2 separate regions of the Sus scrofa genome follow, and region 1 is linked to region 2. A link is a contact called in public HiChIP or PLAC-seq data. All regions are on one chromosome and are shown on one strand. The core of a region is the stretch at or near the end of the contact, and the rest is flanking DNA. Distances in the headings are between cores, read along the strand shown. Region 1 holds the start of HSPA5 (78 kDa glucose-regulated protein). Region 2 holds the start of RPL35 (ribosomal protein L35).

Region 1 (5,411 bases), core at 1,127-3,626, 290 kb after region 2:
CAAAGCAAAAAAAAGAAAACAAAACATACCATGTTTAGCTCTTCAAATTTGGCCCGAGTCAGGGTCTCAGAGAAGTCTTCTCCTTCATAGAAGGACTCAATTTCAATTCTTGCTTGATGCTGAGAAGACAGGGCCCGTTTGGCCTTTTCTACCTCGCGCCGGAGTTTCTGCACAGCTCTGTTGTCTTTCCGAACATCTTTGCCAGTCTTCTTCTTGTAGAGCTTGATGAAGTGTTCCATGACACGCTGGTCAAAGTCTTCTCCACCCAGGTGAGTATCTCCGTTAGTGGCCACGACTTCAAAGACACCATTATCAATGGTGAGAAGGGACACATCAAAGGTTCCACCACCCAGATCAAACACCAGGATGTTCTTCTCCCCTTCCCTCTTATCCAGGCCATAAGCAATAGCAGCTGCCGTACTGTTAGGAGAATGAAGAAAAAAAAGGAAGCTTAGTTATGTTGCCATTTTCCTATTTGGTAAATATACCATACTTTTGAATTAACACTTACGGCTCATTGATGATCCTCATGACATTCAACCCAGCAATAGTTCCAGCGTCCTTGGTTGCCTGGCGTTGGGCATCATTGAAATAGGCTGGTACAGTAACAACTGCATGAGTAACCTAAAAGGATAACAAAAGGTAATTAAATGGACTTTATCACACGGTTTAACCCTTAAGTTAGTCAAACCACCACTTTAGTTTCTAAAAAAGTTCATATTTAAGACTGATAAATATATATATATCTTTTTTTTCCTCTTGTCACACCACTGATTGAAACAAAACAACACAACATGCTGCCGCTTCACCCAAAAGTGGTGTTTTCACTCTGCCCTTTCTTGACGGCTCAGTGGGTCATTATCAAAAGGCCCTCTGAGTGCTTTTAGAAAGGTGAAGAGAGTGGTATATTTAATTTTATACCCATGTAAGGATGAAGTGATAACACAAGAAAAGTCCCTATCTTTTTGTTTAGCCAATAGTAAAGTATGCAAGTAATCAAAATTGATATACATGGATGTCATTCAGATTTTTTAAATGATAAAGGCATCTATACAACAATACAAATCAAGAATAGTAATAGTAAAACTCAACATTGTTCTAGAAATACTGACCTTCTTTCCCAAATAAGCCTCAGCAGTTTCCTTCATTTTAGTGAGAACCATGGCAGAAATTTCTTCTGGTGCAAATGTCTTTGTTTGCCCACCTCCAATATCAACTTGAATATATGGTTTAGTTTTCTTCTCAACCACCTATTTTAAAGAATAACTATTATTTTCAGAACTAGGAGCACTGCCATTACCAACTAAAAAGAGGATTGCCTGAGACCCACTTCCTCCCATAGTTTGGTTGACTTTGGTCCCCTGGAACCGAATACTTCAGGAGTATTGGTGCCTTACAATTTCAAGCCTCTTCGGTTTTAATAAGTCTCTTAATTCCCCCACTATCTACGGACAAAACAGTTACATGACATTTCTTTGCCAACCTTATTGTCTTAAGTTCTGTAACACATTAAAACTATCAAACAAAACTTTCTATTATACACATTATGTCTGTACCCTTTTTGATAGTCTCTGCACCGTTTTTCAGGAACTTCTTAAATACTCCCACCACCACCCACTTTCTATCTAGATGAGAAAACCCAGTCGAACCTTGAAAGGCAGGAACTTGATGTCTTGCTGCACAGACGGGTCATTCCATGTCCGGCCGATGAGCCGCTTGGCGTCGAAGACCGTGTTCTCAGGATTAGAGGTGAGCTGGTTCTTGGCTGCATCGCCGATCAGACGCTCCCCTTCAGGAGTGAAGGCCACATATGACGGCGTGATGCGGTTGCCCTGATCGTTGGCGATGATCTCCACACGGCCATTCTTGAACACCCCAACGCTGGCGGAAAAACCGAGGCAGCAATCAGCACCACGACGCTCAGGAAACCACGCCCCGTTCTCCCCTTTCCACCAACCCCACTTACCACGAGTAGGTGGTGCCCAGGTCGATGCCGACCACCGTGCCCACATCCTCCTTCTTGTCCTCCTCCTCCGGCCGCGCCGCGCCGAGCAGCAGCAGCACTGCAGCCACCAGGGACAGCTTCATCTTGCGGGCGCCGTCGGCCAGTCAGTCAGTCAGCAGGCAGGGCTTCGCAAGCAAACCGATCACAAGCCGCACCACCGGAGCGCACCAACGTTACCGAGCTGAGGACAATAGGGCCCGAAATCAGGAGGAGAGGGGACAAGGCAATTGGCAGGTCTGGAAAGGCAGGCCGCGGCACTTACCTCTCACACACACGGAAAGCCAACTCGATGCGTCTGTGATGTCTTGGCCAGCGTCGACCGCACCGTCGCCTGCTCCGCTTATATACCCTCCCCCCAGCCCCGTCGTGGAGGCCGCTGATTGGCTAGGGCACTGCTCGTTGGAGGCCACTGATTGGTCCAGGCCAACAAGCTGGCCGCCGCGGATTCGAAGCGGCCTCCTCCGCAATTAACGTCACAGCTACGCCCCCCGGGTGGACTCATTGGCTGCTGGGCGCGCCCAACAAACACCAATGGGAGGCAACATCCGCCCGGTGCTCCGGCCCCATTGGTTTCGCAACTGCCTGTCCGTGACGCGACCTCTCACCCCGAGGCTGTTTCCGCCGGTAACTGGTGAAGTCCCTCCTCTACGCTGGGCCTTGAGGGGCCGCGGCCGGTCCAGCATGCTTGATTCCCCCGAGGCGGTGGGACTTAAGCCTTTTGCCCCTTTCTTGCCCGGTGGCTTGCCCTTCCTCCGTCCGTCCCGAGGGATGCGGCTCTTCCTCCTCCTGGCCTCCATCCCATTCCAGGCAGGAAAGTGTCAGCGTAGAGGCTTTGAATCGCCTCAGGACAAATTTCTCTGCCCTTTCATAGCCACAACCGGCAGTAGAATGTCCAAGCCCCACGGCCGCTATCTTTGTCTTTTCCAGGCCTCTGTACATTGCCTTGCCCCTTTGTAAGTCTCAGGACGGGCCTGGGCAAAGTAATTGACTCCCAGCCCTGAATCCCCTCCCCACGGTGGCAGTTCTCTCCTGAAAAGCTTACTAATGCCATCCGGGGATGTGTCATTTTTCTAACTTGTCACCCCTTGTGTTCCCCTTCCCTGCCCATCGTTTCCCTTTGTGGCTCAGGTTATGATTTGCAAGGCCTTGCTCATCCTTTATGCCTTACCACCTTCACTCTGCCTGGAAGAGGTCTGATTGTACTTAAACGTATTTGTTAGGCAAAGACATCTTCATAATACCTTGTATAACATTCTGTAGCAAAAAAGATAAAGGCTACTATTTACTTCAGGCTTACTATGTGCCAAGCATTATTCTGTTTCCTGTGTGAATTGGTCCTTATAGTTCAATAATTGGCATTTCCCATTTTCCAGATGAGAAAATTTAGATCAAAAGAGATTAACTGGTTTAATGTGATAGAACTGGTTAGTGATAAGAGTTAGGATTGGTAACCAATCAATTTGCCCTCATTAACCAATGCCCTTAACAATTTAAAAATTAAGTTCATTCATTCAACAAATGTTTTTAGAGGACCTACCGGAGACAGGCCAAAGGCCTCATAAAAACTGTTTTGAGATGCTTACAGAAAATTTGTGAGACTTAGAGTCAGGAATTACTCCAGTAATTTTTTACACTAAATGGTTTCTTGAGATTCATTGGTATGTGCAATATTGTATCCAAATAACACCGAAAAATCTTACACACAGTTGACTAAGATTCTGAGTGGAGGAGTCAGCACTCAAGAATTTTCCTTTTTCCTTTAGTGCTCCTCAAAGGTTATACTGGTGACTCAGAGTTGACTCCATTCGTGCTATAGATGTTACATCATCCATCTCTTTCAACAGTGTTTGTAACAGTGCTGTAACACTGACCCTTCTTCAGGTTGCATCAGTCCACTTATCAAGCAGAAATCACCATTCAGCCACATTACAGCTACATATAATTTCAAGCAAATTTTCTCTGTATATCATAATCCATATCCATTAAAAATAGAGCTCTTAAGAGGCTGCCACTGTGACACAACGGTATTGACACCATCTTGGGAGCACTGGGACACAGGTTCAATCCTGGGACCAGCACAGTGGGTTAAGGATCTGGTGTTGCCACAGCTGCAGCTTAGGTCACAAACTGCAGCTCGAATCTGACCCCTGACCTGGGAACTCCATATGCCATGAGGCAGCCAAAAAAGAAAAGAAAAAAAAAAAAAAGAGCTCTCAATTTCAGCTTCATCTTTGATTGATGGAGTAACCTTTGCAACTCCCCTTTTTCTAAGATTTAGAAAAATGATATTTGGCTAACTTCCAAAGGGAATTGAGTATATTGGTGTTTGTAGTATCTTTTAAAAAACAAAATATTAGGGATTCTTATATATATTTTATATGTATGTATAATAGTATATTCCCAAGTGTGATCGTTTATGGATTGAATATGAAAGTGTGTAGGTAAATCTAGTTTGCTGAATGTTAAATGTCAATAATAAGCAATTCTGAGGAACAAAAACCAGGCAGGAGGCATAACTCTCCCAGACTTCAGGCAATATTATAAAGCCATAGTAATCAAGACAGTGTGGTACTGGTACCAAAACACATACGGACCAATGGAACATAATAGAGACCCCAGAAATAAACCCAGACATCTGTGGTCAATTAATCTTTGACAAAGGAGGTAAGAACATAAAATGGGGAAAAGACAGTCTTTTCAGCAAGTATTGCTGGGAAACCCAGACAGCTGCATGCAAATCAGTGAAACTAGAACACGCCCTCACACCATGCACAAAAATAAACTCAAAATGGCTTAACGACTTAAATATGAGACAAGACACCATCAAACTCCTGGAAGAGAACATAGGCAAAACATTCTCTGATATCAACCTTACAAATGTTTTCTCAGGTTATTCTCCCAAGGCAACAGAAATAAAAGCAAAAATAAACCAATGGGACCTAATCAAACTGACAAGCTTTTGCACAGCAAAGGAAACCAGAAAGAAAACAAAAAGACAACTTACAAAATGGGAGAAAATAATTTCAAATGATGCAACTGACAAGGGATTAATCTCTAAAGTATACAAGCAACTTACACAACAGCAAAAAAGGCAACAACCCAATTGAAAAATGGGCAAAAGACCTGAATAGACATTTCTCCAAGGAAGCTGCAGCTCCGACTGGACCCTAGCCTGGGAACCTCCATATGCCGCAGATGAAGCCCTAAAAAGCAAAAAAAAAAAAAAAAAAAAAAAAAAAGTTACTTTTCTTTATTGTTATTGTCCTTAGAATTTAACTACATAAATTTATGTCCTCAAACATCATGGCTTAGTTTCACCTGGTTTTTACTTGACAGAAGTGGAGTCCAAGAGTATGCATTTGTTTGTGTCTGGCTTTTTTCACTCATTTTTAAAAAAGTTTTATCC
Region 2 (4,903 bases), core at 461-2,960:
GGGAAGGCACACAGCACTCCCCACCAGCTCCCCCATTTTCATCCATCTCAGGAGGAAGGTGTTCTGGAGGCTAAAGAGACAATACATGGGCATCCCAGGTGTGGGGACAGGGGAATGGCTGACATATCTAGTGCTTTTGCAGAATTGTGAAGTGTTCATTGAGGAGGCTTAATGAGAAGAGGTGGAGGGCAGATCAGGAAAGACATTCCACCCCAGGTCATACATCCTGAAATCTATAAAGAAGACCTAATCAATGTTGATTTGAATGAGCTGACTGGAGGGACTCATGCCACAAGCTGGGCAACCAAGTTCAGTTCAGGGGGTCATAGGAGGAGCCACTTGGGAGGGAAAATGAGACATCTGAGAAACAGAAATGCTAGGGATGGGGTGGATGAGTGGGGAGGCTGAAATGAGGAACAGGCTGGATAAGCGAATTTTTAATCATGTTGAATATGAGGCATGTAGCAGGATGAGGGCCACTCAGTTAACGGTAAACCGCTCTTGAGGATCCACAGAAGTTGCTTGCACACTAACATAAGAAAATTACTGGGGACCCATTTTATAGAAAGGGAAAAAACCCTTAGTGATCAGGCAACCTGTCCAGAAGGTTAGATGTGGCAGAAGCAGAATTTTTATGCCCAAGTTGACTAACTCCAAACCCATGTTCCTTTCACGAGGCTTGGTTTTTGCTCCACATACAGCAGCTACACTACAACTCAAGTAAGAGGTGCAACCAAGTGAGGAGAGATAAGACAAAAATCAAGTGCTGGTAGGAGGTAGGAGAATGGGCTCCAGTTAGATATTCGGAGGCAGCATTAAAACAGGTCTTCAGGGACAGCCAGTTCTTTCCCCAGCCAGACAGGCCCAAGGAGGTGTCAGGCAAAAGGACCACAGGGTCAAATGCAGGTAAAGGCAGCGGGTCTCCAGGCGCCTCGGCCTGAGCAAGGGGAGCCGGGAGAGGATGGCTAGAAAGGGCGTGATGTTCCCACCCACAGATCCATGCAATAGGCACTTAAAACGCTCCCAATGCTTTTGTATCCCCCACACCCAGAGGGCCGTGGTCTGAACATCCGTCACTTACATCTTGGAGAGTTTGGAAGCCGCCCCGCCTGTCACTTTCGCGACGCGCAGTTGGGACAGCTCCACCTTCAGGTCCTCCAGTTGTTTCAGCAGCTCCTCCTTCTTCTTGCCCCGAAGGTCTCGAGCCTTAATCTTGGCCTGCGCGCAAGAAAGAGTAAAGTCTGGTCAAACACCTGCAGGGCCGTCTGCCCCACGGCCGCTTACCGAGGCCTCCACCTCCCGTCCTCCCCTCCTCCCGCGTCGTGATCAGCCCCTCGGGGCGCGCGCCTCGCACTGGGCCAAGGGTGCGCTGGAGGGCCTGCACGACCGCGCCTTGGGCAGGGCAACCCAGGCTCCAGCAGACGCGGTCTCGCCCAGGCCTGCTTCGAGACGGGCTGCCACCCCTATTCCGCAGAAGGAAAGACAGAGGCCCAGGCAACGAGCACCTCTCCGGGCCCAGGCCTCTGGTGGAAGGCGAGAAGCCGGCTGGGGCGATGCTAGGCCATTCCGCACAGCGTCCCACAGGCCAGGCTGGCAGATGAGCTCCCAGGACTCGCCTCGCGGCCCCCACCCCAGCCCCCGAGCCCCACAACGCGCAGATGGCACCCGATACCCCGGCCCTCACCATGGCTGTGCAAGCTGCCGCCGCCGCCTTCTTGGAGGGAAAGAGGAAGAGGCGGGGCTGACCTCGGCAACTACTGCCGGGTAGCGGTGGGCGTGGCCAGTGGCTCCGCGGCCGGGGAGCTCCAGCTCCTCCCTGCTACTTCCAGCCCTACTGGCGCGCCGCGAGTAATGAGTGGTAAAGTTAGTCCAGCTCTGCTCCGGGGAGCCGGAGCCCCGCCCAGCAGTGCTCGCCTCTTCCTTAGATTTGGTCTAATGCCCTGAGCAACGCAGTGGGGTAAGCGAGGCCTGGGGTGAGGGGCAATTTGCCAGAGATGGCAGAGTGAAGACGGATTCATTTATTTCTTCATTCATTCATTCGGTAAATCTTTGCTGATCGCCCAGTCTGCACTACTTCCAGCTAGGAACCAGTGTTCCGGAATATAGGGGATGAAGGTTGGGGTTTTCAAAGATGAATTAACATGGCCCCCCTCCCTTGAGGGAACTTGAACTTCAAGGTGGGCGGGGAGGACCGGGGTCAGACAGGTATAATCCAACTGCATAAATATTCTAGTGGAGGCAGCCAGTGGTAAGGTCAAGAGCAGTCATGGCTTTTTTAGTGAACCTGACCCGGTTTCAAATTCTTACTCTGTTGCTTGGAGCTAGCTGAGACTCTAGGCAAATCAAATCCCTTCCCCTGAGTGTCAGTTTTCTCACCTGTGAAGTGTGGTATTTGTGAGGATCAGGAAAATGACATGTAAAACTCTAGTCCAAGACCTGATGTGTAACAATTGCTCAAAGTATTATCCATATTAATGCTCCCAGTTTAATGAACACTTGAGGGGGCCCTGAAAGCTAAAGGGAAGGGAAAGTGATCAAGCTTTCTAACTGGACAGTTTTATCGTTGCTCCAACCAGCAAATGTGTATCAGTCAGTGCTCTAGTGTCACTCTACTGCCCTTAACAAAGACTCATCCGCATGTCTTAGAGCTCTCATTAAAGCCAGGTTGCCCCCTGTTGCTGTCAGGTGTCACCTCCAGGGAGCCTCTGCTTGTGTCTGAAGCTTTCTGTGCAATCCTCTCTTTAGCTCCAAACACACTGAATTAAAATGAAAGTTATGTGTTTATCTCCACAGCCAGCCTGGAAGTTAGTTCCCCAAGGGCAGAACCATGGCGAACACCTGGTTTATTTTTTCTAGACTCCAGGCCCAGCACATGAATACTTGTTGGATGAATTGAATTAAGAAGCATTGCCTCAGACCACAATGAGGCAAGACTTCCAGGAAGTGGAGGGAACTAGGGAAGAGAGGGCAGAGGACAGTGCTGGTAAGGATTAGTTTTACATGGAAGTTGAATGGTGCACAGGAACTTGGCTGTCCTGTTTTTCTAAATGCTTATAGTTCTGTTAATGATTGTGTACATCTTTTTGGAACTTGAAGCCATCTATGACTACTGTTTGTTATATGCCACATCCAATCCATTTCCAAATTCTACAGCCTTTATCTTCAAAATACCCAAACTTATCCCATTTCTCTTATTGGCACCTGCCAGGCCTGAGCCACCACTGTCACTGGGACCACTGGTGTCATCTCTTAAATCACCAGTTTGGCTCTTGCTCCATGTGTTCTCAGTACAGCTGCTAGAAGGACCCTTTTCAATTTTGAGTCAAATTGTGTCACTGCTCTGCCCAGAATTTCAAGGGCCTGTCAAGACCACATCCTTTCTTCAGCCTACAAAGCCTCACCCTACAGCAGCTCCTGCCCCCACCTCCCTTCCATCTCATTTCTTCTCCCTCTTCTGCTCCAGTGTGGCTTTACTGTTTCTGGAATACACCAAGCTTGCCCTGCCTTTGAACCTTTGCTTGGCTCCCTCCTTAACTTCCTTCAGGTCCCTGTTAAGTGTCACCTCCTCAGGGCCACCTCTTGACCATTAAGGTATTCTCAGGAACTGCATGGTTTTTTTTTTTCCCCTCAGCAACCAGTTATCCCTGACATAGAATCCTATGGATTTTGAAAATTCTGCCTCCCTGACTGGAATGGAAATCCACGATCATAACCAGTGACATTATTTCATTCACCAGTTTATTTGGGGGCTTTTTCCTTACTTGTAAAAGTGAGCATTTCTGGCTTAAAGTTCCTTCTGATCAGGATGTTCTGGGAATATGAATTTCTGCTGTATTGTGGCCTGAGTCACACAGATTTCTTTCAAGGTATGGAGCTGAAAGGCAAGTTTTCCAGGACCCCTGGGACTTTTATTCAGCACCTATCCCACTGTAGGAGTCTTTTGCTGTTGTTTTGCATGCGGAAGTACCCAGGCCAGGGATAGAAGCCTTGCCACAGGAGTAAGACTGCTGGATCCTTAACCCATTGAGCTACCAGGGAACTCCTGTTGGAGTCTGTCTTTAACACCCTAGATAGCATCCTAGTCTGGCAAAATTTTTTGATCTGTAGAGACAGTTCATGAGAAGTATTTGAAGCAATGAAACGGGTCATTTCACTAACTACAGGTCTTCATTAAAAAAGAGTACTATCATATGAAAACGAAGACCCAATGTAGTCTAAGGCTAAGGCTCATTAACAGAACCCCTCAAGCAACAGCCCACGCACCACAGAGTAGCACTTGACTCTGCCGTATTTGTGCTCTGCTCAACCTTCCCCATCTCAGACTGGGGAGACCCTTACTGCTCCAGCCAGACAAGACTTCTCAGGCCCCAAGACCTCGCCCTCCGCAAGAAGGGTGGCCACTGGGCCATCTCCCTATCCCTGCCCACCTCCCCCTCGGTCAAGGTGACTGCTTCACGCGCAGGGCTCAGAATACTGAGGTCCAAATGCCTTCACTGTCTTGTCAGCACCCTGGACACACTTTAAACGTCTTTAAAATCTCCCAGTACATTAACAAGAGTCACTACAACAGTAAGGCAAAAGCAACCTCCTCTAAGCTCAGTAAGGTAGCGTCCGAAACTCCTAAAATCTGAGACCATACGTTCTCCTAACCCTACGTCACTCCCTGGGCACAAGAACTACTACTCATCCTTCAGGCCTCAGCTGGATAGGTTTCTTCTCCAAGAAACCTATCCAGCACTCGGCAGGCAGCGCTGGGTCTCTTCTCCCGGTGACCCATGCCCCCTCAATCTGGACAGTGATGACACCCAGAGTCCCCGACCATGCACGCCCTCGCCCCTTCCAGAGCCAGGGGCTCCTCCGGTGCAGGAACGAAGCCGAAGAAGAGTGCAGTTATGGCGCCGCC

Evidence for each region. HiChIP or PLAC-seq counts read pairs in DNA pulled down with a chosen protein or histone mark.
Region 1: a contact with region 2 is called in an H3K27ac HiChIP or PLAC-seq map of alveolar macrophages. The contact joins the promoter of HSPA5 here to the promoter of RPL35 in region 2. A contact is called at or near these places in 1 of 5 promoter capture datasets (fetal liver) and 1 of 2 datasets of contacts at active chromatin or transcription factors (alveolar macrophages).

What each region holds. Positions count from the first base shown.
Region 1 is chr1:265,932,583-265,937,993 of Sscrofa11.1, forward strand. HSPA5 (78 kDa glucose-regulated protein) reads right to left here and starts at 2,377. Exons shown (of 9, transcript XM_001927795.7): 1 at 2,268-2,377; 2 at 1,967-2,186; 3 at 1,650-1,881; 4 at 1,113-1,250; 5 at 512-624; 6 at 30-420. The coding sequence starts at 2,088.
Region 2 is chr1:265,640,568-265,645,470 of Sscrofa11.1, forward strand. It overlaps RPL35 (ribosomal protein L35), which reads right to left and starts at 1,711. Exons shown (of 4, transcript NM_214326.2): 1 at 1,685-1,711; 2 at 1,082-1,218. The coding sequence starts at 1,687.